7 separate regions of the Mus musculus genome follow, and all the other regions are linked to region 1. Evidence: chromatin contacts called from public HiChIP or PLAC-seq and promoter capture Hi-C data. All regions are on one chromosome and are shown on one strand. Each heading gives the region's core, a stretch centred on a gene start, on an enhancer-like site or on the middle of the called end of the contact. The rest is flanking DNA. Distances are from core to core; before and after follow the strand shown. Region 1 holds the start of Nfib (nuclear factor I/B). Region 2 has its middle 31 kb from the start of Tyrp1. Region 3 holds the start of Lurap1l (leucine rich adaptor protein 1-like). Region 4 overlaps Lurap1l (leucine rich adaptor protein 1-like). Region 5 has its middle 86 kb from the start of Gm25803. Region 6 overlaps Mpdz (multiple PDZ domain crumbs cell polarity complex component). Region 7 overlaps Mpdz (multiple PDZ domain crumbs cell polarity complex component).

Evidence for each region. Promoter capture Hi-C pulls out the DNA fragments that hold promoters and counts their contacts. HiChIP or PLAC-seq counts read pairs in DNA pulled down with a chosen protein or histone mark.
Region 2: a promoter capture Hi-C map of hippocampal neurons shows a contact between it and region 1, with 21 times the contacts expected there. The contact joins the enhancer-like site here to the promoter of Nfib in region 1. A contact is called at or near these places in 10 of 39 promoter capture datasets (the 3T3-L1 cell line, 3T3-L1-derived adipocytes, embryonic stem cells and 4 more), 2 of 484 Hi-C or Micro-C datasets (both in cortical neurons) and 10 of 115 datasets of contacts at active chromatin or transcription factors (astrocytes, craniofacial prominence, embryonic forebrain and 4 more).
Region 3: a contact with region 1 is called in an H3K27ac HiChIP or PLAC-seq map of embryonic stem cells, with 10 times the contacts expected there. The contact joins the promoter of Lurap1l here to the promoter of Nfib in region 1. A contact is called at or near these places in 2 of 39 promoter capture datasets (hippocampal neurons and liver), 2 of 484 Hi-C or Micro-C datasets (cortical neurons and embryonic stem cells) and 4 of 115 datasets of contacts at active chromatin or transcription factors (embryonic stem cells, epiblast stem cells and stem cell-derived neural progenitor cells).
Region 4: a promoter capture Hi-C map of hippocampal neurons shows a contact between it and region 1, with 9 times the contacts expected there. The contact joins the enhancer-like site here to the promoter of Nfib in region 1. A contact is called at or near these places in 4 of 39 promoter capture datasets (hippocampal neurons, liver and pre-B cells), 2 of 115 datasets of contacts at active chromatin or transcription factors (the NIH/3T3 cell line and VIP interneurons) and 1 of 9 other capture datasets (embryonic stem cells).
Region 5: a contact with region 1 is called in a promoter capture Hi-C map of hippocampal neurons, with 16 times the contacts expected there. The contact joins the enhancer-like site here to the promoter of Nfib in region 1. A contact is called at or near these places in 7 of 39 promoter capture datasets (the 3T3-L1 cell line, 3T3-L1-derived adipocytes, embryonic stem cells and 3 more) and 4 of 115 datasets of contacts at active chromatin or transcription factors (embryonic forebrain, embryonic stem cells, stem cell-derived neural progenitor cells and 1 more).
Region 6: a contact with region 1 is called in a promoter capture Hi-C map of hippocampal neurons, with 12 times the contacts expected there. The contact joins the enhancer-like site here to the promoter of Nfib in region 1. A contact is called at or near these places in 8 of 39 promoter capture datasets (the 3T3-L1 cell line, cranial neural crest, hippocampal neurons and 3 more), 1 of 484 Hi-C or Micro-C datasets (rod photoreceptor) and 4 of 115 datasets of contacts at active chromatin or transcription factors (astrocytes, embryonic forebrain, embryonic stem cells and 1 more).
Region 7: a contact with region 1 is called in a promoter capture Hi-C map of liver, with 5 times the contacts expected there. The contact joins the enhancer-like site here to the promoter of Nfib in region 1. A contact is called at or near these places in 11 of 39 promoter capture datasets (the 3T3-L1 cell line, 3T3-L1-derived adipocytes, the C10 cell line and 7 more), 1 of 484 Hi-C or Micro-C datasets (adipose-derived mesenchymal stem cells) and 8 of 115 datasets of contacts at active chromatin or transcription factors (astrocytes, cardiomyocytes, craniofacial prominence and 4 more).

What each region holds. Positions count from the first base shown.
Region 1 is chr4:82,503,891-82,507,599 of GRCm38.p6, forward strand. It overlaps Nfib (nuclear factor I/B), which reads right to left and starts at 1,889. Exons shown (of 12, transcript NM_001113209.2): 1 at 841-1,889. The coding sequence starts at 870.
Region 2 is chr4:80,863,144-80,866,852 of GRCm38.p6, forward strand. No RefSeq gene overlaps it. Among named protein-coding and RNA genes, the nearest start is that of Tyrp1, 31 kb to the left of the region's middle. Within about 2 kb of position 1,683, at least 95 of the 459 cell types and tissues checked have an H3K27ac peak or open chromatin away from gene starts, as enhancers often do. A contact at or near this core is called in cortical neurons, craniofacial prominence, embryonic forebrain and 3 more, where this site is marked.
Region 3 is chr4:80,908,580-80,912,288 of GRCm38.p6, forward strand. Lurap1l (leucine rich adaptor protein 1-like) reads left to right here and starts at 2,107. Exons shown (of 2, transcript NM_026821.5): 1 at 2,107-3,066. The coding sequence starts at 2,776.
Region 4 is chr4:80,937,344-80,941,052 of GRCm38.p6, forward strand. The region is part of intron 1 of Lurap1l (leucine rich adaptor protein 1-like); the gene reads left to right. Among named protein-coding and RNA genes, the nearest start is that of Lurap1l, 29 kb to the left of the region's middle. Within about 2 kb of position 1,553, at least 21 of the 459 cell types and tissues checked have an H3K27ac peak or open chromatin away from gene starts, as enhancers often do. A contact at or near this core is called in the NIH/3T3 cell line and hippocampal neurons, where this site is marked.
Region 5 is chr4:81,250,710-81,254,418 of GRCm38.p6, forward strand. No RefSeq gene overlaps it. Among named protein-coding and RNA genes, the nearest start is that of Gm25803, 86 kb to the right of the region's middle. Within about 2 kb of position 1,787, at least 17 of the 459 cell types and tissues checked have an H3K27ac peak or open chromatin away from gene starts, as enhancers often do. A contact at or near this core is called in hippocampal neurons and liver, where this site is marked.
Region 6 is chr4:81,277,003-81,280,711 of GRCm38.p6, forward strand. It overlaps Mpdz (multiple PDZ domain crumbs cell polarity complex component), which reads right to left. Exons shown (of 47, transcript NM_010820.3): 47 at 1,497-2,767. The coding sequence ends at 2,621. Among named protein-coding and RNA genes, the nearest start is that of Gm25803, 60 kb to the right of the region's middle. Within about 2 kb of position 1,684, at least 6 of the 459 cell types and tissues checked have an H3K27ac peak or open chromatin away from gene starts, as enhancers often do. A contact at or near this core is called in hippocampal neurons, where this site is marked.
Region 7 is chr4:81,311,805-81,315,513 of GRCm38.p6, forward strand. It overlaps Mpdz (multiple PDZ domain crumbs cell polarity complex component), which reads right to left. Exons shown (of 47, transcript NM_010820.3): 27 at 1,696-1,794. Among named protein-coding and RNA genes, the nearest start is that of Gm25803, 25 kb to the right of the region's middle. Within about 2 kb of position 1,672, at least 11 of the 459 cell types and tissues checked have an H3K27ac peak or open chromatin away from gene starts, as enhancers often do. A contact at or near this core is called in liver, where this site is marked.

The sequences.
Region 1 (3,709 bases), core at 639-3,138:
TCATTTTACCATCTGACTGAAGGGATAGAAACTAGTTTGGGTTTTTAGGTATAAAGACAGTGTTTTACCTCCTAACGTTGTTCCTTAAGGCAAATTTCCAAGTTAAAAAAAAAAATCTCACTTTTCTGATACTACTTTATGCCTTGCGAGCGATGTTCAAATATCATCAAATGAACAAGTCTCACTTTTAAAACAAACGTGTCCTAAAAGTCCTAAAAATTCACCACAAACACTTCAACTTCTTGTCAGCGTAAAAGATCGCCTCTGAAGTGAGGTCTTTAAAAACCCGAAATGTGGGTCACTGTAGAACAGGACTTTAGGCACCCCAAAACGCAAAGTAATAAGTCCTCTGGACCACCACCTAGACTGGCGGCGTCACCCGCCCACTGTGGGCAGCAGAGTCCAAAGGCGCTCAAGCCTAGTTCTCAGCCCCTTGCCCAAGAGTCCATCTACAGACGCTCCCAAGCCGGAGTCCGCCCCACGCGCACCGGCCAGGGAGTGAGGGTGCCGCCGCGGCCACCACCGCCGCCGCTGCCTTCGCCGCAATCTCCTTAGGGGCGGACAGGGGCTCACGGCCGCAGGTCTCGGCCCTGCCCACCCCCAGCAGCCTCGCCCGCCCGGTGCCGGCTCTCCCCGCTCGGGCGCTGGGATGGGCGCACACGGCAGCCGTGGTCCCACGCCGCCCGCACAGCCCACCGCAACTCCGCACTACTTCTCGGGGAAGACCAGGGTGTGCCAAGGTTAGGCAAAGCCTTTGAGGGTCTGCAGCACAAGAGCAAGAAGACACAACAAAGGCGTCTGGGGCCAGAGAAAGCTCGAGAAAGCGACCAAGATAAGTACCTGAGTGAGACAGATGGGAGAATACATCATGACTTCGCCTTAAAACGCACTTTCCCGGAGATGCCCAAGAAAATCTTCCAGAAGCAAGGATTTCATCTATTCATTTTACAGTCATCTGAGCCCAGCGATGCGATCAATCAGGACGGGGCACTGCGCCGGTTCACCGCAACTTCGCAACAAACCCAGTCCTCCTTAAATAGCCAAAGATTCAAGTTCACTCGGCGAGCTAGATTTCCCGGGGTGAAATCCAATCTACACTTTTAACCCTCTTGCGGTTCGCGCGCGCCGGCCGAGCTCTCCGAGGCTGCCGCCGCTGGTGCAGGCTGCTGGTCGCCTGGTTTAGGGGATTTGTTTTCTGTTTTGCAGTTGTTGTTGTTGTTGTTTGTTGTTGGGGGTTGGGGTGCGCGAGGGTTCGGTGTGGGTTGGATTGGGGTGATGGTGGGTGGTGAAATGTTTTTTTTAAAAAAAGGCGGGGAGGGGGGCGCAGGAGGCCAGGCGGTGGGGAAAGCGAGGAGAATGTGTCACCGCGCTGGTAAAGTTCAAGGTTACCGCCGCCAACACTGCAGCAGGATCCGGGAGTGGCGATCGCAGGCGAAACTTTGCTGCGAGCCGACCACGTGTGTGCGCGAGGGGGAGCGCAAGCGAGTGCGCGCGGGTGGCGGGGCGCGCGCAGGAGAGGGCCGGGTGGGGGTGGGGGTGGGGGGGAGCAGGGAGAGGCCGGGGTGAGGGAGGGGGCGCAGGCGCGGAGCTCCCGGGCGGAAAAGCCTTTGCTGCGCTCCTGCCCCGCCGCACCGCCGCCCGCCCGCTTCGCCCCGGGTCTGACCCGCCGCGCGTGGACTCCGCTGCCGGTGCCGCTGGCCACAGCCCACGGAAAGGATCGGAAGGACCTCCTGAAAAAAATCCCAAACGATCGATCCCGCTTGGCTGCAAACTCCTCTTTTCTGTCCTGGGCTCTATTCCCCCTCCCTCTCTCGCTTTCTTTCCTTGAAAAACTTGCAAGTTGAAAGATTCACCGGTTCCACCCTCTGGACCCCGCTCGAGCTCTCTCCAAATCAGACTTAAGGATTGTTTTATTATTTAATTACACAATCACCGCTTTACTCCTCCTCCTCCTGCAAACGCGCGTTCCTTTTGCACCAGCCTCTCCACACCCCCCGCCCCCCACCTTCCTCCTCCTCCCGCGCGCCTCCCCCAGCCCTCGCGTCTCTCCCCCTCATTTGTTAAAGGTATCAGACCGGTGCCACAGTATTGGGACTTTTCTTTTCTTTTCTTTTCTTTTTTCTTTTTTCAAAAATAGCTCTTCTCTCTGCCACTCTTCGTTTACCCCCGAAAACCCGCCCAGGGAGAGGTTATTTCACTGCTCGCTGCAGACGCTCAAGACGCGAGAACATCCTAAGGGGAGAAGCCCTGAACCGGCCTGGGCCCAAGAAAGAAACGAATGGAAAATTCCCTCACACCCAGGCCGCCCCGAGCCGGGGCTAGGGCGCCGACTCTAGCACCCCAGGCGGCTGGAGGGAGAGGGAGGGTGGAGGCGGGGGCCAGAGTGAACTTGGCCTCCTGGAGTTGCAGCGGACGGGCGCGGAGCCCGGGGCGCGGCGGGCAGCCCAGCCCGGAGCTCGCACTGGCGATCGGAGAGGGGCGCCGGGGTCCCCAGGGTCCCCCGAGCCTCGCCGCAGCGGCCCGCCCTCCCCCGGCGCCCGGTGCACGTGGCCGCGCTCGGAGCGGGAAGGCCGCGCCACCGCTCGCCCCTCCTCTCCTCCTCCTCCTGCCGCGCTGGCCGCGTCCCAATCCCCACCCCCAGAGCCCGGGGCGCCGGCGGAAAGCGGCTCCCTTCCCGCGGGGGTGCGGGCAGGGCGGGGCCGCGGCGCGCCCGAGGCTGCGGGGCGGGAGCGCGCGGGGTGCGTGTGCGGCTGCGGGTCTCCCCGGCGGCTCCCGCCGGCTCCCCGCCCCGCCCCCCGCCGAGTGAATGAACTTGATTCCCGGGACCCTGGAGGCGACCGGCCAGCACCCCCTTTCGCGCGGGCACTCTCTCCCACACACACCGCCCCCCAAATTCCGGGTTTCCGCTAGGGGTGGGTGGGGAAATGGAGGAATCAAAGGCTGCCCCAGACAATGGAGAAAGAAAAGTGAGCGCCCGGGGCTCCATGTCGCCCTAGCTTGGGGCCGCCGAGCGTTTCCAGGCCCCCCGCGGCCTCCCGCTCCCACCCCGCGTCCTGGACTTTCCCCCCCTCAACTTTCTCCAGTCCTCGCACTCCTGACCACCGTGCCCTCCCCCAGCGGACCTGAAAGAACCAGTGACTTTTTCCTTCCCCAAGTGGAAGTTACCCACATCAAGCATTTCACAACGACACATCAAGAAAAGTAGGCAGGTTCAAGTCAACCATGAAATGGTCACTTTTTAACCCCGTCCTGTCCTCATTAGGGAAATGCTCAAACACAGTCCGTTTTCAAAAAGCGCTCTTAATGAGGCGAGCTTGCCAAGTCTACCAGCTGCAGCCCCTGTAAACCAAGAGCCTGGTGAAGAAAGGCGCAGGGGGTGGGGAGGCGGGGAGGGCGGCGGGTCTAGGAGGACAGGTAAAGTCGGGGGAAACTGTGAGAACCGGGGCGAGTTAACCCTTTAGGGCACGCGCCACGGGGAGCGGCCTCCGTGCCCCCGCTAGGCAAATCCTCTAGTTAGCGTTCTGACAACGTTAATTTCTTTTGTACTGGTCATTTCTTCTTCTTGAAAAGCTGGGACAAAGTTGACAGTCTTTATAGATGAAAGGAGGTGACAGTCGGGGTTAATCCAAATAAATACTCACTTCTCTCATAAATTTTAGGCAACCTCATCTTAACTTTTAAAAGAAAGACGGGACGGGAAGAGGGGGGG
Region 2 (3,709 bases), core at 433-2,932, 1.6 Mb before region 1:
GCGACTCTGGCTGAAATGAACAACGTTCGCAGCTGCCGCTCTTTTTCTGGCTTAAAAATGCTCACGTGATCATTGAAAACAGAAGAAACAGCTTCTATGTTGATGGAAGAGACATTTGTAATTAATAATCCCCCCATACTGCTAACATTCCCAGCTAAACAATAATAGCAAGCATGTGTCCCCGTTTCTTGTATAATTACGCTCCTTCATCATGGTCATCAGGCTCTTCCGGGCGCACAATGAAAGGTGGGTGCTACAGCATCCAAGTACATCCACAGACAATAGATGAGCCTGACCGACTAAAGACACTGATGGTTGTGACCAAGCTGAAAGGGCTAGGCGGGCGTGGGAATCAGACCCACTTGGCCTATGCTAAGCATACAGATATTGAAAGGAATGGTTAATTTGGTAGACAAATATCTAAAGCTTTCAAAGAAAAACTGACCTATGATCCATGTTTAGCTTTCTTAAGAAAATTCCAGTGTGTGGAACGTTTGCAAGAATATAATGCACCCTCAAAAATGTTATAGGTAGGTTTAACTGGTACTACATTTTGCACATATGTTTTCGCTATTACTATTCGTGTGTGTGTGTGTGTGTGTGTGTGTGTGTGTGTGTGTGTGTGGTGTGTTTCCTGAGCAAGAATAGAAGTAAGTAGATGATATTTGGGCCCTTTATTCCTGTTTCAGTTGTGTCACCCCTGTGAATGTTTTTTCAGGAAAGTTCTCTTACTATACATAATGAAATGGAAAGGAAATTTGACAGAAATAGAACACTCCTTTCTAATGTGTAGTTCAAAACTTTCCCAGTTCTAGTAGTGACCTTTAGAATGTTTTTTATAAACAAACAAACAAGCAGCTTTTAAGAAGAAAAATAAAATCATGTAGAAATGCCAACATCTTAGTCCTAACTGTCTCAGACTCCCTCACCACATCGATCAGGCTGGCCTGGAACTCCGCCCGCCTTTGCTCCCTGAGTGCCAAAGTTAAAGGCGTGCCCCACTGGCTTGCCGGTCCTCTAGTAGTTCATAACTTCTCTAAGCGACCGTTTTCTTATATTTAAAATAAGGACAGCTCTACAAAACAAAAATAAATTTGTAAACACTCAAAGTAAGAATGTATGTTGTGTATCTGTAGTGATGGTGTATGGGCTTTAATGTAAAAGAACTTAATAAACTTCAAGAGGTTCTACGAAGTTCAGTGATAACTACATTTTTTAAACAATCATCTGTAAATATATATATATATATATATATATATATATATATATATATATATATATATATATGTATGCTGCAAAGTTTGATCTCTAGGTTTGCCATAGCTTGTAGCACGCTGATTTCCAACTGAATGCTCTCCTCCCAGTGCCATCGAGGGCATGTCACAGCTAATTATCTGTCATCACGCCCTGTTGCATAGGCGGTACCTTGCCTGCTGCTGCTGGGACCTCTCGCTGTCTGTTGATTCATTTGCATTACCTCCTGAGAGCCTCTGCTGTGTGTGGAGCACACAAAGCAGAGCCCAGGGGCTAACTGGCAGGCCCGTCAGAACCGCGGAACGCTTCTCAGTCCCCTCCTCATTACTTAGTGAGTAATGTGGGGATGTTCTCTGCTTCACGCGCTCTGGCAAAGTAAACGGTCATCTGCTGCTTCAGCTGCTTCCCAGCGTCTGGGGTGCAGCACTACAACGCAGGAGGAACTGCGCTTGCACTTATGCAAATCATGATGGAGCGCCTGGGTTTGGCAGCATTCCTTCCAGAAGCCTCCTTTGCGCGCTGCACCGGCTGCCTGTTTGGTGCTTCCAGGGTTTTGAGAGGCAACCTCAGAATAGATCTTGCCCAGCTCAATGTATTTCTATGTTCCTGGACTAAGGAAAACATTCAGCTCTTCCCTACGTCCATACTGAAACCACAATGTTTCAATTTCATCTCTAAAATACACGTTTGAGACCGAGTCGGCTTATGCATATCTGTCTTTTTAAATTAAGGAGATGTACTTCCTTAACTGATACTCCGGGTTAGATTTAAAATATATGAAAGCATTCTAACAGATCATCTACACATAGCACACGTACCAAATTGTTGGAGTGTATGTGTATGTGAATTTATATGACGTATATGTATATGTATACGTATGTGTGTATGTGTGTATATATATACATGTTATGATATGTATGTGTATATGTATATATAAGTATGATATATGTATATATGTGTGTGTGCACGTGTGTATGTATATATTAACATTTTGTCCTAATAATTTTATTATCACTATACATAGTTTTAAAGCAGTAAAGTGAATTTTATTCAGGTATTTCTTTTTTTCTCCAATTTTTTATTAGGTATTTTCTTCACTTACATTTCAAATGCTATCTCAAAAGTCCCCTATACCCTCCCCTCACCCTGCTCCCCTACCCACCCACTCACACTTCTTGGCCCTGGTGTTCCCCTGTACTGGGGTATATAAAGTTTGCAAGACCAAGGGGCCTCTTTGGAGCTGAGACGAAAGGATGGACCATCCAGAGACTGCCACACCTGGGGATCCATCCCATAATCAACCACCAAACGCAGACACTATTGCATACACCAGCAAGATTTTGCTGAAGGGACCCTGATATAGCTATCTCTTGTGAGGCTATGCCAGTGCCTGGCAAACACAGAAGTGGATGCTCACAGTCAGGTATTAGATGGAACACAGGGCCCCCAATGGAAGAGCTAGAGAAAGCACCCAAGGAGCTGAAGGGGTCTGCAATTCTATAGGAAGGACAACAATATGAACTATTCAGGTATTTCTTTAGCACCTTTCAGCTACTTTAATCCCAGCAAAGACAGGTCGGAAAGTGACAAAGATTCACTTCATCTTTGTACGAAATCTTAGTTCACTAACGGGTGGGAATTTTTGGTTTTCTTTCTTTTTTCTCTGCATTAGTCTATGCTTTTTAGGACAGAGTATTTCTGTAAAAAAAATAAATAAATTCATAGTCAGCTTAGAGAACAAGAGAATGGCAAAGATGCATGGCAAAAATTAATAATAAAATTGAAAACTGAGCCAGGAAACTTGTAAAGTCGTTGGAAAAGCTCTGTGCTTAGGGCCGCTTTCCTCTAGATGTCAGTGTAGTCCTAGACTTTACAGCCCCTAGCTGTACTGAACCGAAGGGCACAGGAAAATGTTTATTGCAGGCCCGTGCTATGTATGTAATTGAATGGTTTTTCTTTTGACAACTGAACCAGATTTGCAACTATGGATGTTCGTGTGAAGATGACATAATAGATTTTGTTCTAGAAGAACAAAACATGGCTAACACATCTTACACACACTGTTTTCTGCAACGTTGTAGGCATTTCCCAACCCTGGCATTCACTGTGGCATGCATAACTGAAGGATGTCATATGCTGAGATGTTAGTATTTTAAAAGCTCAATAAGTTCCATTATCTTAGATGGTTATTGATATAATTGATGATGACTGAACTCAATTTAATCTGCCCATTAGCATGGAGTCTTGCATTACACTTTTATCACCAAAAGGCTAGCAACACCAAATATTAGAAGAAAGAAAGTTATGAATCTGTGGAGTACGTATTGCAATTTATCACAACATGTGCAGCTAAACACGGAAATTCACAGTTCCCCAGCCATAAAGACACCATTATCATCTTCTCTAGAGATGAAACTTGATCACAGGGTTGGTATAGACAACTTCCTATACAGAT
Region 3 (3,709 bases), core at 857-3,356, 1.6 Mb before region 1:
TTGTTCCCCAAACTGGCATTCAAAACATTTCCATTTTAAACAAATATATCATAAGACATCATAAAGAACACTTTAAAAACAACATAACGAAGATTTTCTTTAAATGCTTAAATGTGTTTTACATTTCACAAGAACAAAATGTTAACTATATGCAATCTACTTGTTTGTTTGTTTCCAAACAGGATTTCTTAGTGTATATCCGGCAGTCCTGGAATTTGCTCTGGAGACCAGGCTGGCCTCCAGCTCCAAGATCTTCCTGCCTCTCCCTCCTGAGTGCTGGGATTTAAGGGATCTTCCTCCACCACCCGGCCATCATACTCTTTTTATTATAAGGTCAACTTCTGTCTTAGTTACAGATAGGCACTTCACTGATGATAACTGGAAAATGACTTGTCCAACGAAGATCTAACTAGGTATTGAATCCTTGGGGTTTACTTTGCATTCAGCTCTGAATTGGACTTTGTACAGTTTATAATAAAAAGCTGTCCGTGACTCAAATGAGAAGCGTCCATAATTACATGCCACAGTGCAATCCTCATGCAATGAACTTGTGGTTTGCCAGCTTTCAAACAATGCATGCAGTTTTATGGGAGAGTTGCGATTTAAGTTGGTCCCTCTTTGATTCCATAAATGGTAGTTCTGATTTTGAAATGAGCCACCTAACTTACAACATTTAATTTTTTTTTCCTTTTTTCCTTTTAAAAACAGTTTTAACACATGCAAAGGTCTGGCTTATTGACAAGACAATTTCAGCAACGTTTTCCCTGCCATGAGATATTTCCTTCAGAAAGTCTCTGCTTTTTCTCCTTTTAAGGTTTCTTGGATGTGAAGATGACATGAACAAACTCCAAACTCCATTTATCTATGTTGTTTGGAATGGAAAAGCTGAATGGGAAAGGAGGCCAGAGGAACAGAGGACACAAATGAGTAGGTCCCAGACAAAAAGTATTGGAAATACTTCAATGGAAACCTAAAATTATAGTTTGGTGGGTTGAAAATACTATTCTCAACTCTCACTGACACAAATACAATGTTCAAGCAATCTTATAATCTATGTACTTGTTGCTGATTTACTTGGTAGATGTATTCTAGATTAATGGTTTACAAAGTTGTGGTTCTTCCTAAATAGCAGCAAATTATATAGAAATTATCAAAGAAAACAAGTATGATTTCACTAGTTACTCTCAGAGTTTTTCTTCCATAATTAAAGAGGAATGCTTCAGCAATTTCTTCCATTTAAAATTCTCCTGCCCCCTCAGTATTTATATATATATATACAAACACATACATGCTCTGGTTATTCTGTTCTTCATTTCTGCTTGGGGTAGTATGCTGGAATATTGGCAACACAATTATATCTTCTTGTACATTTTCACTGAACCATTTTTTTCTTAAAATTTTTATTGTTTAAATGCATTTTTTTTTTAATTTTTGAGACAGGGTTTCTCTGTATAGATGTAGCTGTCTTGGAACTCACTCTGTAGACCAGGCTGGCCTCGAACTCAGAAATCCACTTGCCTCTGCCTCTGCCTCTGCCTCTGCCTCTGCCTCTGCCTCTGCCTCTGCCTCTGCCTCTGCCTCTGCCTCTGCCTCTAAGTGCTGGGATTAAAGGCGTGTGCCACCACTGCACGGCTTAAATGCATTTTTTAACATCAAACACATTAATAATACTGAATATTTTGCGAATCAAATAGTACATAAAAATTTGTTCAACTTCACTGAACTATTTATCGATTGAATTTCTCCGTTCTTTGTGGAGTTATTGGGCAAGAATTCTAATGCTATGTGTAATTGGCTTTTAGGAAAGTTGGGGGGGGGGGTGGAAAACGACATAAAATTTAGCCATTCTTCTGCCTCTAATGTTAAAAATGTGTTCTACAGGTTGTAGCTGTCAGGGGACTTCAGCAGGGCAACTTTTAACTTAGTAACCTAATATGGGTATGCTCAGCTGAGGCAGGATTTGCATTTCAGTTTCTTAACATCAGGGTTGGGAAGATTTTGCTGCCCTTCTTGTCTGTGACATACGGTACAGGGGTTGGCTCTGCTTTGGTCCACCTGCCAGTCGAGTTTAAAGTTTCCGAGGCTCGGAGGAACACAATGACTTGGATGAGACCGACTAAAAGGAAAGGACACTGCTGCAGCAACCAGGAAGCCCTTGAACCCCAGCTAAGCTAACCGTGTCTTTTTCTTTTTTCTTTCTAAAATGCGCCTACACCGCCTACACACAGGACGAACCCACTTCTTTCATTGATCAGATTTTTTTTTTTTTTTCCTGACCGTCTAAGATAGTCTGATCCTTGGCGACATATGGCTGGAAAATGAAACGACCCGGGAGTGTGGCCACCTCGTTATTCTGTGTGGTGTAATACCAGATGGGCACCGTGAACCGCGCTGGGATGTGAATGGACAGTTTGAAATGGGAATTTCCCCGCATCGAGCAGGTTCCATTTCTCTCTTGGGTCTCTCGGTATAACGTACTAGCTTTTGCCCTTCTTCTCTGCAGTATCAATTAACTCAACTTGGCGGTGGAGTGGCCAGCTAGGAAAGGAATGAAGCGATCTGGCTAATCTTGCTGGCTGTGGAGCGGCAGAGCCTGAAACTGCAGCCGGGTGCAGATCTGCCGACTGCGCCCGGGGCATGGAGCGCACGGGCGACCGCGGGGACTCAGGCCCGGCCAGAGGAGCCCAGTACTGAGCTCCGGAGTCCGCCAGGCCGCCGCCGCCGCCTCCTCGCGCCCTCTGCCTTTACTGTCAGTGTCGCCCCTCGCAAAGAGTCATGGAAGACAGCCCGCTGCCAGACCTCAGAGACATCGAGCTGAAGCTGGGGCGCAAAGTGCCCGAGAGCCTAGCGCGCTCGCTGCGCGGGGAGGAGCTGGCGCCTCGGGAAGGGGCTGCGGACCCCAGCGGGGTTGGTGGGAGCTGCAGCAGCAGCAGTAGCTGCAGCAGCTTTGCGCCCTCCGTGTCCTCCTCGTCGTCATCCTCCCCTGCCTCTGGCTCTCCACGACGTAGCCACCCCAGCGCCCTGGAGAGGTTAGAGACCAAACTGCACATCCTCAGACAGGAGATGGTGAGTGTGATGCGTCAGAGGCGACTTGGGGACCCGGGGCCTGGGACCCGAGAGGGTGGCACAGGAGCGGGGGGGGGGGGGGGGGGAGAAGCTGGGAGGAGGTGTGCGGGAGCGCGCCTCTGGACTCGGCTACAGCTAAGCTTGAACCCTGAGGACTTTGCTCGGTCACGGGGTGCCCTGGCAGCTCATTCGGCTCTACTTTCTGATAGAGCTACTCCCTGCGCACCACTCTGCAGCTGCCAGCCGCGGATTCTCCCGCACTAGCCTGCTAAAGGCCGGCAGTTACTGCGCGGATCTGGGCCTGCTGTGAGCCGTTTATGTTTTGCCTTGGTTCAAAGGGTGGTTTAGTCCAATGCACTTAGCGCAGAAATGCCTCCCAGCTGGCCGGGAGGTGGCGCGGCGGGGTCCTTGCAGCCTGCTGTAGTTTGCTCTCCTCCACCCTCCCCTTGCAGCAGCTGCAGCTGTCCCAAGGCCACTGTTCAGTAGATTCGCCACAGCTGGTTCTGAAAACAATGGCTCCTCGCCCTTGATGTGCTTGTGAATGGCTTGTTTCACTGTTTTGATCCTGGAGAGCAGGTGACCCCAGCCCAGGGATTTGCTAATGACTGCCTCCTACCCTTTCCTCTAGTTCTCAATCAGCACT
Region 4 (3,709 bases), core at 303-2,802, 1.6 Mb before region 1:
ATGTGTGTATGTATGTATTCAGACACATACATATATGCTTTATGTGGCTTTGGGGATTGAACTCAGGACAGGTCTTGTGTAGCAAGAAACTTCACCCACTAATCCATCTTGCTAGTCCTGCATATCATGATTTTAGTGAGTTGTAAGAGATATCTTAGTTAAGTCCACAGTCACCTACAAGGACTTGAAACCTCAGCTTCATGGTCTTGGGCATAGGACACTAGAAAACACAGGCCACCAGTTTCAAAGAGTTATTTTCTTCCTTAGTGGAAAAGGAATGTTTTCTTTGCAGACATTAGCAAATCGACAAGCAGACAATAGAGAGCAACTGGCCATATCTTCTATTACCTCCCAGAGCTCCCACAGGGACCATCAAGACATGCCATCATGAAACCAGATTGCCAGGGTGCCCCAGAGTTATAGTGAGAGTGTGAGACTTTTCCTGGCCTTGATGTTCAGTAGCTACTGAAGTGGCTGTTTACACACGTTTTGTTTTTGAGGCATACCCGGCTATGTAATTAACCCTACCATTATCTAGTTGTGAAATGGATATGATGTGATCACAGAGTTAAATAAAACATGGGGCTACATAGTCAGCATTGTAAACAACAAGGCAAACAAACCAGAACAAGAACAACAACAAGACAACTGTCCAGAAGAAACAGTGCGCTAAGAAGGCGATGGCCCCCTCTTATTGCTTTCTCTGAGCATCTTAGACCATTCCCAATGAGCAGCTCTTGTGTTGAGCCCACCGTGCTTCCTGCGGTAGGCAGCAAGTCGCAAACTTGACTGTCACAAGAAACTCAGAAGGAACATGGCAAAACTGATGGGGCATTTAGTTTTCAAAGCCAGAATTAGATAAATGTGCTGTCTATTTTCTCAGGAAAAAAAATCATAAGAGCAAATTCCTCATTTAGAGATAAAACTGTCAAATGTCCATTGCAACAAAAATCAAAGTTTTTGAGATTATCATTTTTTCTACACTGTAAAAATCATTTATTTGCACATCTTTGAGACACTAATTTCTAAATTCATGTGTAAGTTCCTAAGTCTGAGAAAAATTCGTAGTAAATAGCTAATTACCTGAAGAAATAGCCCCATAGACAATAGGTCTTAAGCTATTTTAGCATACATTGAGGATATGTTGAAATTTTAATCATTTTCAAAAGATAGATAACATTACAAAATATTATGTTTAGATAAGAAGTGATTTTCAAGGAAGTTTAGAAATTTATGGTAAAAGTGATCATAGAAAATTATTTTTAATCTTGTCTAATAGCCCCAGAGAACAAAAATAAAGTAATGGACTTTATTTCTTTATGGTGAAGTTCAATTTGAGTGATAGTCTCTCAGCAATCTCTATGGATATTAAGAGAGTGTCACACACCCAGTCTCTCCATAATGTTAAGGTTAAGCTTCTTAATAGCTCTTCCAAAAAAGAAAAAAACAAAAAACAAAAACAAACAAAACCATGCTATTCAACCATGCTATGGCATTTGAATCAACACCAAAGTCTGCTACGTGGTGTAGTGCTCGTGGGAGCTAGTGCAGCAGAGACCAGCTGTCTCAAACTAGACTGTGAAGACCTCTCCAGGCAGTGCAGCTTGAGGGAAGGAGAAACACTCCATACTTTACTGTGCCTCAACCTGACTCTCCGTCACTATTTAAGGGTAATGCTGTCACTATACAATGTCCTCTGTTTTATTGATTTCCCTCTTCCCTTCAGGACTTAAGTATTTCAGTTCAGATTTCTCTTGTTTTAATAGTTTGCAACAACAACAACAAAATAGTTTCTCATCCTTGGTCATTTGGGTTTTTTATGCTGTTCTGAACTGTTTCTAGACTTTTCTCTGGCTTTCTGTGGCTGTTGGGCATGAAAACAGAGCTGAGCTTGGAGACCTTCAAGTGTTAGCCTGAGTCAGACTTAGGCTGGTTACTGTTGTTTCTAGCTGTGGATGTCCGTGACTAAAGCTTCCTCCAGGCCTCCTGTTCTGACTATTCTGTTAGTGCTCACTTTTCTAAGACACTCTTCACTAGGATCAGAAGCCTGAAGCACTTTCCGTCTCAACCCCCAGGTTATGCACTAGTAGCTGGGTTGCTGGGATGTTGGATGATGGCAGAGTGTTCTGTACTGAGCTTGACTTGAATAGTTTCCTTCTCCCAACTAGGTTATGCTTTAAGACAAACCTAATTTTCTTAGTCTCTGTAAAACAATCTCTTTTATGGTGCATCCTGCTTCAGGAGACCAGGCAGTTCTGCAGCATAGACTTCAGAGTGATTCATCAGGCAGCAGGACTCCCAGAGGTGAAATTGTAAAGTATAGAGGTGTTGAGACCATTCCTAATTCACAAACAGGGCCCCTGAACCTCCAGTAACTCACAAGTTGTCCTTTCAACATTGCTAAATGACATTGGTCCTAACTTGGTGCCTTCTGCTTCTGGGATTCTGTTTCTGCACACAATGATTTTACTGACCTGTGTCCTAAGCCACAGTTTGCCTTGTGACCTCAGTTCTCTGGTTATTCTAATTGTTGACTTACAGTTTGCTCAGCTTTTTTTCCTATTGTGAAGACCAGTGAGTTACTTGTCAGATTGGAACCATGATGAGAATAATCAGCTTCAGCAATGTGTGTGTGTGTGAGATAATGACATATGGACAAATTGATATTTAAGGCAGCACCTAAGTATATGGCATAAGAAGCTTATAAGAAATGATATACTTTTATTTAGTATTCCTAAAACCATTTTTCAAAGCTGAGACTGAATACATCACTAGAACAGTTAGACAAAGGTACTGCAGTAAGTGTTGGGATCTTGTAGGAGTTCTTTATTGACTGCTATTCCATTTATTGCCTCCATCCAGTGAGACTTAGATCACTGCTCTGATCTAGAGGGTCCCACTTAAAATCCCCAAGTGAAAATACTTGGTCAGCATTGGGCACTGTATGGAAAATCAGGCAAGCCTGAGGCTCTCGTATCATAAAGGTTGTTAGATGGGGCCAAATCACTAACAGAAGTTGAAAAAGAGTATCACAGTGAGATGCCAGTAGTTCAGTTACATTCCCAATGCAAAAGGATCATTCTACGGGAACCCATTATAAAGAAAATGAATTAACATATCAAAAATATGGTTTATAGTAGGCTACTCAACAAGAAACTCTTATTCCCATCCTATGAACCTTCCAATTTTTTTGCAGCCAACTCAAAATCTACTTTCTGTTTAAATGTGCAATTTTGAAAAGAAAAACTGTGACAGAAGAAAATGGGAAATATTGAATTGCCAATAACATTACCATATTCATCTTTCAGTTCACTCCAAACTCTTGCTCACTCTGTATCTGACTTATTCCAATGTGAGCTGCTGATCAGTGTGACTGTTTATTTTTCATTCACCCTCAGGACAACGATGGGAGTGATCTGGTGTCTCCACTATGCCACTAATTATCAAGCCTTTCTGCCCCTATCACTCCTCAGTGTAATAAACAGCATTCTCTGGTGAAGAACGTTTGCCCTGGAGGAAATCCGGATAGCTATTTAAATACTGACCTTCACTTACTGGAATATTCTTTGTTTCCATCAAGAAGCACTTCACTACATACTTGTAGCATCCCATAGACACAGAGGTCTGCCATTCTCTTAAATTATCCACAAGTTGAAAGACTTCCAGGCCTTGCTGATCAAAGTGTGGCCAGATTATCACAGCGTCTATT
Region 5 (3,709 bases), core at 537-3,036, 1.3 Mb before region 1:
CCTTCCAGGAAGTTGCCCGGGGCTACGTATACACCCTGCATGCTTTTAATCCCTTACTGAAAGACAGAGCACTAAGATCATGGGGCTACCAAAGAAAAATTGGGAGAAAACAAAGAAGGATTTTGTAAAAATGCATTACTTTTGCTAGAAATTGAAGGCACTGTTTGACACAGTACAGTATTAGCTGTCATCTCTGCTTAAAACCCACTTAATGTAAAGTGTCAGGAAGCACTTCTGTGAAGAGGGGAGACTTTAACAAAAACTAAGAAGGTACCAGGAGTGTTAATAATACTGGATGTTTATTAATTTAGTGAACCTTGGCTCTTATCACACAGGGATAACATGCCTTAGTTTTCAGAATTTACCATGTTCAATGGATACAAATTGCCATTAAACAGAATGAAGACTATTTTGGTGATCCTAAGGGCCTAAGACTAGAGTATAGTTTTATGTGCATGTTCTCTATAAGGAAAAAAAATGTTTTTCAAATCATACTCTTCTACAGCAAGAAAACTTAGTAGGCTCATATGTCTGTAGAAGCGTAACTCTAAGTGTCCCAAGCCAAAGATGCCAGATAAGCTTATTTCTGTTTGTTCCAGAGATGAAACTTACCAAGAGGAGGCTGAAGGTCAGCGAAGGAGGAGAACAACGGCTTCTTTAAATCCTCTCCACTAAAGCCCTGAAGCGACACTCAAGCCGACTTCACCTTAAGTCAGGAAAAAATCCACCAAATCTCTCATCCTATCAGAATGAAAGCTCTATTGAGAGGGTGGGAAAAGAAAACCATAAAATGTGCTTTCAAAGTAATTTAAAAATTCTGTGAAGTAGTAGTAATATTAATAAAACGTCTGGCTTCTGAGCATTGGCACTTAGTGTGGATATTCTTTTAGTTTTCTTATATGGAATATTTTGTTTGGAATACAATTAGCTACATTTTAAAATTGTCTTTAAAACTGTCCCATTTTAAATTAGATTTTCATAAAGAAGGTATTTGTAAAAAATTAGCTAATTTGGTCTTTTCTGAAAGAAAGAAAGAAAGAAAGAAAGAAGGGAGGGAGGGAGGGAGGGAGGGAGGGAGGGAGGAAGGAAGGAAGGAAGGAAGGAAGGAAGGAAGGAAGGAAGGAAGGAAGGAAGGAAGGAAGGAAGGAAGGAAGGAAGGAAGGAAGGACAAACCTTGTAAGCCTGTGGCTCTATCCTTTTTTTTCTCCAGAGCAAAAAACAAAGTTCCACAAAAGCAGAAACAATGTAATCTGTAAAATACATACTTGCTTTCTGCTTCTGTACAAGTCCCTGGGGAACTGTAAAGGCCTGGTACTTTAGAAATAAGATTGGAGACCCTTTCTGCAGAGACCATTTAACCAGTCATGAGGTGGGGACCAGGCAAGGGCAAGTGGTGAGGGGCTCAGTGTCCAGAGGACTGTTGCAAAACAAAAGTAGCAGGGCTCTCCTGCCCTCTAGTGGTTCGACCTCAGAAGTGCAACTTCCTCAGTGGATTTGTTTTAGTTTCTCTCCCGGGTTTACTTTAGAGAATTTCAAGTACATTTAATTAAAGACAACTTTATGCCGGTATCCTCGGGGACCGTAGAGATATGGCTTGTCCTTCAGGAATTTTGATTATTCAAATTCAATAATTTATGTTATTGAGTAAGAACTTGCTAAATATCATTGGCACTATGACGATAATGCTAAAATCTCACCTCCCTCCTTGGCACATTCTAAACACCCCTATTTTGCCCAATTGCCTGCATCTCTTCCTTTTGTCCACCTGGAAAGGTAGAAAAGGAAGAGAAACTCTGCCTAATGGGGTCACTGTTGCACTGTATATGTGCAAACTATCACTGGCTGAGGCTGACAGTCCCCAGGGAGCCAAATATTTTAATGTGGGTGTAATAGCTTCTTGTCTATCATTTTTATTTACTGTAGATAATTCTAACTTTTCTGTTTCTAATGTTTCCTTTGAAACATACATTATGAGCTCACCCATATAAATAAACACATTAATGGTGGCCAGCACTAGCCTCAAGTTCACCCATTTTTATTTTTATGTTTTTGCTGTCCATTCAGTCAGAGCATTGCTTTCTAGTGCCACACGCTTTAAGTGATGAGAGTGCACGCATGCTGTGTAAGCTGTCCAAACCTTAAATCAGTGCAGAACCTGATACTGCAATCACTATGACACAGATATTGAACCAAGTGTGTGTTAGCATATCAATACTAAACACAACAGTCATCAAAATACCTCTTTGGCTTAGTCTCTTTTATTTTCCCTCTAAGTGTCTCAATACTATCATGTGGCAATATTCTATGGGAACTTGCCTCACACTGCTATGGGCACAGCCACTAGAGCAACTCTGAGTCATACACACAATCGCTGGGAAAGCTGCTCACCTGCGGAGACCTGCCCTGTGAAGACAGTAGAAGTTGAGCAATCTCAGGATCCTCCTGGTGGAAATGTATACACTGATGGCTGGAAGCTGGGCGGGTCTAATGTCTGGATTGTGGAGAGTGCAGCTAAGCACATGCTAATGACAGCCCCAGCTGCTCTTCATTCATCCTGGTCACCCCAGCTTCCAATGTGCACCCTTAATGCTTGGCTGCTAATTCCCTTGACTTAGAACAGGGTGAGGTCATATTAAATTATTTAATCCTTTAGAAAAACCTACTTCCAAACACTTGAGTTAAATAAAAAATCACTTGCTAGAAAACAGTTTTCAATGGTAGCTTTTACAATATATTGTTGACAATTTAAAAAACTCAACTCATTTATAAAAGTAGGGAACTAAATTATTTCTTATTTTGTTGTTGTTGTTGTTGTTGACAGTGTTTTGTCGTGCAGCCCAGGCTCACCTCAAATTCGTGATCCTCCTTACTCAGCCTCCTTAGTGTTGGGATAGCAGGTCAGGTGCCACAGTGTTCCGCCTGACTGTTTAATCTTATTGACAGTGAAGAATGTTCAGACATGACAATCATTTAGCTTGGAATATTAGCATATTCACATTATAGTGCATGGCCAGTGTTTAGTGAAATTTGACAATAAAGATGGCAGAGAATCAGAATAAAACAACCACAAAAACAAACACACACACACACACACACACACGCACGCACACACGCACGCACGCACACACACATGCACGCACGCACGCGTACACACACACACACACACACACACACACACACACACACGTGCAAAGATGTACACCGTGAGAACAGCCAGTTAGACACAGGGACCATCAAAGGACTGGTTTGTACTCTCATTTTGACTTTTCAGCATCACCTGGACTACTTGTTGCAACTTAGCAAGTAGCCATTGCTGATCTATCTATCATTTTCCTCTCCGGTCCTCACTCTGTATCCTCATTGCCCACCACACTGGCAGTTTCCTCCATGCCGCTCACATGAAAGGCTGGAGCCAAAGAGGTGGGTTTCCAGAAACATAGTGCTATGAACTTTAATCCCTTCAGATATTTTTTATCAAAGATATTCGGAAAATTATATTTACCATTCAATGAAGAGTTATTATGATATGTTACTGTGTTTGGTATTTTGATGTTCCTCAAAAAACCCACATCTCTGTGTTAAACTAATGTTCAAACATTTTATTTTTGAAATCCATATAGGATTTTTTATTTATTTTAAAGAAGTAAAAATATATCAGCACGTGTGTTCATTATACTCTGTATTCATATATTTTACACATGACACGCTT
Region 6 (3,709 bases), core at 434-2,933, 1.2 Mb before region 1:
GAACAATAACACTGAATTCATGGGCAATCCATTGTCTTGTATCATACACAACCCTAATGCTGTAACGTTAATTTTAAACTCTTGGCCTAAGGAAAGCATGTTCTTCTTCCATCACATGAAGTACATTATTTACAGAAAAAAAGAAAGTATATAATATTGCTGCATCTCTATGAACAGGATGAAATCATTCCCTTTTTATTTTAACTTTATCGCCTAGCCGTCTTCCTTATGTTTCTTAATAACTGCATCATGGTAGTTCATATTTTATTAATTACCTAGGGATTAATTTATAAAGTACTGCCAATTGGTGGCTTAAGAATATAAGGTTCTCTCAGTTCTGGAGATCAGGAACTTGACATCAAGGTCTCCCCATAAAGGGCTTCACGTGACTGGATCCTTCCCTTTGTAGAGTCCTTGGCTCATGTCTTTGCCTCCGTCTTCACGTTGCCATCCTCTCCATGTAGATGGATTGTTGAAATCAGAGGACAGGACCCATCCTAATATAGCCAGGCCTTAACCACAGTGGCAAAGACTCTATGTCTAAATTATATTCTGAGATTCAGGTGGATATGGACTCATAGAACAACACTATTTAATTAAGTGAAGACATGCGCTTGCCTGGTTTGTGTGTGTGTGTGTGTGTGTGTGTGTGTGTGTGTGTGTGTGTGTGAATGTTACTTGGATATACTGTCTTGAACAACAGTTTGATTGCTTGGCTTCTCCCCAGTACTGATAGTAGTATTCCCTATTAAAATCTCTTTAACTTCTAACTTGCAGAAGCAGTAAGTTCAGCATGCACAGTGTCCTATGGAAGGATGCAGGTATACCTTCAAAAGAGAGGGTCATTAAAAGATGTCCAAAAGCCAATGGGCTGCCAGCATACTGAGGTGGGTGTTGTTAGCCAATTACTTCAAATGACAAGGACTGGAGGAAGACTTGTTACAACCCGCATGTTGGTTAATTTGTTTTCAGTTTTGCATGGACAACTAAACTCACAGGATGGCTATATAAAAATATTCTCCTATATTTTAAAAATGAACTCAAGGTTTTTCAATAAAATGAGCTATCGTTTTAAAAAAAGAAAAAAAAAAAAAACCAGCAAGAGACAATGAGACACTGCACTCTCTTTAGCTAATTTGAGACAGAATCTACAGACAAAGCTTTCCTGTTCTGCCCTCCATCCAGATGGGCCTTATTCAGTAAGATGATTTCCATCTGATGCACTTCAGCTCTTTACAGACCTTACAATAATATTACTGCACTGGTAGCATCCCTGAAAAGCCAATTTGGAAGCAGAACACCCCTTTTCCTATGGCATCTTCCTCAGCTCACGAGAAGTCTGTGAATCCCTGAGACGCTATGGAGGGAAAAACACCAAGGCTTCCACAAGGATGTTGTCCAAAGCTCTAATTGCATCTATGATGAGACTCAATAATTTAAAACAGTAAGTCTTGAATTATAACACTTTTTCCAATATAAAAAACAAAGACAGCATCTGCTTGTTTGTTGTGCACCACAGAAACTTATTTATTCACTTTAATTCTGCATTTACACAAGAATGCTATAATAAAATATATGTATACGACTTCTGTTACAAATATAGATAGTATTTAAAGTGACTTTATCTATTCTAATGTAGGAGTTTCACGCTCTAAAATGGGATTGAACACATAATTCCTCACCAGTTGTCTCAGTAAACAGCCCCATCTGTTTCCCTCAGTCTTAGACTATTGTATTGTAAGATGTTAATATACAGCAGTGAGATGAAGTTACATTAACCCCCTTAATTTTTCTGTCAATTTACTAATGGCATACAACCAAAATAATTACTAACACGCTGTCTTTTTCTATGTCATTAAGATTAATACTAATGGAAAAACAATAGCATGGTACAGTAACATGTTTTCCACGTAGTATCAGTCTGCTACATCAGCATTAGAACACTCTGGGCTCCTTCTCTGTCTCCCATGGCTACATGGATGTTTCCTAGAACTCTAGCCAACACAGGGTAGCATCAGCACTTTACCTATAACAACATGAAAATATAGCAGGTTAAAACTGAAAACAAACACCGAGATATGCACTAAACAGGAATTTCTTTTTAAAGCTTACAAGGACTGCTAAACAATTTTAGCAGAAAAATATGCATTAGAGGTAAGTAGGACCAATATGTCACAATTTTAAAACAGTAGACTATTCAAAAGTATTGCAAGCACTTTCTTTTCTTCTTTTGGACTGCTGGATTGAAGAAGTCCTATAAAACTCAAAACTGTCTTCTTTTTTTCTAAATTTCCATCTTTAACCTAATTGCCTAACTTTGTATCATTTTGTTTCCACACTAACAAGATGAACATATAATAATTTTGTCCACGTGACCTTAAATTGTTAGATATTGTCGAGATAAAACTGAGGTTTATCTATGCAAATATCTCTTCTTTTTGAGTATATGATCATGAAATGCAGAGTAAAGGAAAAATGATGCTTGGCTGTGAGTAACAAACACTCTGTTTCTCGCCTCCCTACTGTAGTTTTCTCCGACCAACACAGCATACAAACAGGTCCTCTCTGTTACAGTAGGAGGGGAGCCAGTGGCTGGGCTGCTTCAGCTCTGGCAGTCACTTCAAGAGAGAACCATGAGGGTGACGGTGCCCTTTGTCCTCTTGAGGATGGCAACAGCTTCTTCATGGGTCACTCCTTCTAGACTTTGCCCATTGACAGCAATGATCTGATCGCCCCTTTTTAGACGCCCATCTTCTGCTGCTGCTCCCTGCAAGTATAAAGTAGGCTTATTTACTTGTGAAAGAACTCAGCCACACACAAAGAAAAAGAGCCAAAGAAGAATGCAAATTGCTCTGCATGTACACATACATGGCTCCCGGTGCCCCATACCATCAGACATGATGAACATACTTAAAAAAAAGAGGTCCTTCTTCCAAATTGGTTTAACACTGACATTCCAATCTGGTAGTGAAGTTAGCTAGCAGTCAACAGAGTAGCTGGAATTTTTTTTTTTTTTTTTTTTTTTTTTTTTTTTTTTTTTTTTTTTTTTTTTTTTTGGCTGTTTAGGACAGCAATTGGTGGCAACTAAAATTAATAAAGAATATTTGGGCATCTGCCTAACAGGAATGATTTCACAGAAACGGAGGCTTTTTCAGACTATAAAGAGGGCCTACAGAAAGACAAAGGATCAGGGAGAACAAAAGCAGCCTCATCAAACAAAGCTATGGAGACTTGAGAGTCCACAGGTTTGCTGAGCCAGAAAGCCCACATAGAGGCTGATCAGGGTAAGGCAGAGTGAGAATTTAAAAGCCAGTGCTGGTCTGGGGAGACACCGCTCATGCAATGCTTGTTCAGCATCAATCGGGCTCTGAGTTCCATCCCAGCACACAGCTCAGACACGAGCCCCCCAGCACTGCTAAGTGTCATTCTTTCTAAGCTTTGCAAAGAAAGACTGCTCAAGCTGTCTTGGTTTTTACTGCAAGGGAAAAGAGAGTCTTCCTATTCCTATAGGCTCTAAATAATTATGATTAAACACAGACATCACTATTTAAAAAAGAACTCCATCTCAGGCATGAACATAGACGATAATTATGCAATTAAATATAAGATTAAAAATATGGAAGAGTTAATGAGGAGCGTATAATGATGAAATTCTTAAAATATGTTCTAACTAGCATGCCTTAAATAAATTGTTCCTAGGCCGAGGAAA
Region 7 (3,709 bases), core at 422-2,921, 1.2 Mb before region 1:
TGAAAAATAAACTTACATAGCCTATTGTAATTTATGTGTATGTTTATTATTTTCTAAAAATAACCTGTTCTAACAGAAGACATCCTTAAACACTTACAAATGCTTAGCTAGTCGTGGGAATACCATGAAACATATCAACACTAGAGCTTCATGCACTAGATACAATCTTTTTTGCTAAATCAAAATGCACATGGAGCAAGGCACGGGGCTGGCTGACAAATCCGGGGCAATTGATCTGAGGCATAGAATTTGCTGTACTAACAATGTTCAGTTTACACATCACTGGCCAAACAAATACAAGTTACAAGTGCCAAGGAAATCCCTGCTGTCTTCCAGAATAGCATGCTATAAAAGTCTCTCAAATAATGTACAGATAAAAATGTGCAAGAACACCAGAAACTTCACTTGATCCAACCAAAATTCAGACATCACTCTAAAAAAGACAAGACATGTACTTAAGAAGCTTTGGTTAAAAAGAAAATTTATTTCTCTGTATGATCAAAAGGTATTATTTGTCTAACATAATTTTATTCAAATCTATGGATGTGCATTTTGTAGCTCATTCAACCATTTCCTTTCTGTTGTTGTTATTCTTTCACTTAATGATGAAAAAAAAAATCTGACCATCTTAAAGTCTTGTCAGGACTGAAGGCACAACATTATACAGCAAAACTGTACCCCAAGCCAACTGACTAATCAGAGACGCAGCGTTTGTCTTCCTCCTGGAGGGGCAGTTAAGTCTGCTAACTGCCTGTATCAAGACCATGTAACCAGCTTGTTATTGACACTTCTTGAAATCTGTTAATAAAATATGTATTTTACAAAGGTCAAATGAAGTCACCCAAGCCCATGGGCTCACAGCAAATAAATGAACATGCACGTCACACAAAAAAAAAAACCACACCCACTTTAAAAACCGTGCACGGAGACAACCTTAAATGGTGCGGGAGTAAAAGGGTCAGTTGGGGAATAATAGATGACTATTTGAATGTTGTGTAACTCTCTTGGTCACAGAAAACATCCCTCCAGGTATGGCTTCTGCTCTTATCCATGACATAGTAACATAAAAATCCAACGAATATTCATAAAGTGGTCTCCAAAATAAAATTCTGACAGCTTTTTCCATTTCTACTACCGAATTTTGATATAAAAGATTTTTTTATAAATTTTTGTTTCAAATTTGGTTTTATAATTTCATTCAAATATGAGAACATACTAGGAAAAATGACAAGCACAGAAACAGTTACACTTCATGATCTGGCATTTATATAGACTTATTCTATGAATATTCAGAAGGTTTTGTCATGTACACACACACACACACATACACACACACACACACACAACCACAATTATTTTTAGAGTGATTTGTAGAGTACACAAATCTGAAGATGCTTTAGACCATACAAGGTTTAAGGAAATTGTATTGAAAAGTAGTTTATACAAATAGCAACTAAAATTTAAACATGAAAAAAAAATCAAACAAAAATGCAGGAGAAACACTGGAATCTTTTAACTACAAGTAAAAATATAAATATTCGCTGGCAGGACAAAGTTCATGTCCTCTCTGAATAAACAATGGGTTGTTTTCTTTGTTTTTCTGACTAAGTGTGGTAAAAAGTGAACTGGGACAAAGGCACAGTTAAAACAAGACATTGTGCAAAGGCAACTACAAGACAACAGACATGATCCAACCTGGTCAGTGGTGAGCTGGAGAGAGTCTGCAAATGGGTTAGTGCTGCTGAAGCTGTACTTAGGGTAAAGGCTGTGCGGCAAGGAAGGCAAAGGGGATTTCTAAAAGGAAACAGAAGATGCGCTGAAGGCACAAGAAACGTAAACCAACCCAACCACAAGAACCAAGTACTTAACGGTCAGAGCTGCCTATGAGACAATGAAGCTAGCTCGGTGTGCACCTCTTTTTTTGTTTGTTTGTTTGTTTTGTTTTTGTTTTTAGAGACAGGGTTTCTCTTGTGTAGTCCTGGCTGTCCTGGAACTCAATTTTATACACCAGGCTGGCCTCAAACTCAGAAATCTGTCTACATCTGCCTCCCAAGTGCTGGGTTTAAAGGTGTGCGCCACCACCGCCCTCAGTGTGCTCCTCTTAAACAGAGAGTAATGGTTTGTTTCTAATGACCCAAGCCTACATCTGAGTCTAATCACTCCTGGAAGGAAAACAGACTGTCAACCTGACTGGAATTTCTTCCATTTGCCCCGGAAGGTTTTACTATCATGCAGTGAAAGGCATGTACTCTGCTCTGCTTACAAACTGGCTTCCGATTCCTGAGTCCCAGTGGACCTATTTCAGATGGAAACAGGTCTTTTTCCATTTACTTTTAGAAATGAAGGGCATTACTTTTCGGTAGTTGTTTAGAATGCACAGTAAGCACTTACCTGCCAGCTCACTGTAACCTTCGTTTCTTTACATTGTCCGCCATTAAGGACATTGCGCTCTGACCAGCCAGTAGACACTGATTTAGTTCTAAACCACAGTTTTAAACTTTAACAGTTGGGGGAAAAAGAATCATGATATGGTGTGCTCTTCTCTTCACCATTTCTTGTGAAGATGTGACAGAGATTTATATCTTAATAAAAGAAAAGAAAATCTGACATCTACTACACTACTGAAGGATTTACAGCTTTGGATAATATTTGAAGTCTGTGTTTAGTGTTGCGCCTAGATTTTGTGACTTGAGTGTAGTAAGCCCTTAGCCAGGGCTGTTAAAGCTGAATATACATATTAAAGGCAGGAAGTCAGCCAAATAGAATTTAGCACGTTCATATTTAAAAAAGAAAAAAAGTAATTTCCTTAGCACAATAAAGTCTTCCTTTCACACCCCGCTATCTCTATCCTTTCCTGCTATTGACTGGATCTTTTAAAGAAAATTGCAGACATTTAAAATTCATATTGGCTCCAATTAAATGTTTGTGTTACTTCTCCCTGACAAAGCCCCCTTGCCAGGCATGGAGTGGGAGGAGTGGTCACATGACGCCACCCTGCATGGAGCATGTTGGAGACTCTGTCCACTGGCTCCCGCACTGCTGCCTATGCCACGTTACCCTTTCAATCCGTGCTTCCTGCAATGTTTTCCCTGAGAGGCAAGGCAGGAAAAGGGATGGGTAAAGTGACATTTCTGTTCCTCTCAACTTCCTCTCTGCTTTACAGTTTAAAATGTCAACTCCTGCTTCACTCAAGAGGGCCTTACAAGTGCCAAGAAACAGGACCACAGAGTAAGATGGGAGAAATGACTGGGCAGTGGACGACATGGGGGGCCTGGTGGTGGGCAGACTATTTCTGGTCATCATGCATGGGAGATCCAGGGCCTGTCCTTTGTAACTATGCAGAACAACAAAATCAGAACTCTGATCAAGGCATGGAATTCCCAGAAACTTCTAGTTTTTATTTTTCTTCAGACCTTGCAAGATTTCAATGTGGTACTGTCAGTCAGAGGAGCAATGCATATGGAATATTTCAATGTGGTACTGTCAGTCAGAGGAGCAATGCATATGGAATGGTAGGGCACTTCTACCAATGGGGAAATAGTTACAGACCTGAGAGTGTGTTTAAAAAAAAAAAAATCATCGATGAATTTTCCTTAGGGTAACACAGAGAGGACACCAAGCTATCTTCTGGCCCTAGGAAGGGGGCTACCCAGCAGTCCGAATGTGCACAGCCTTAATTCACTTTGTTACACTGAAGGGACTATCAGGG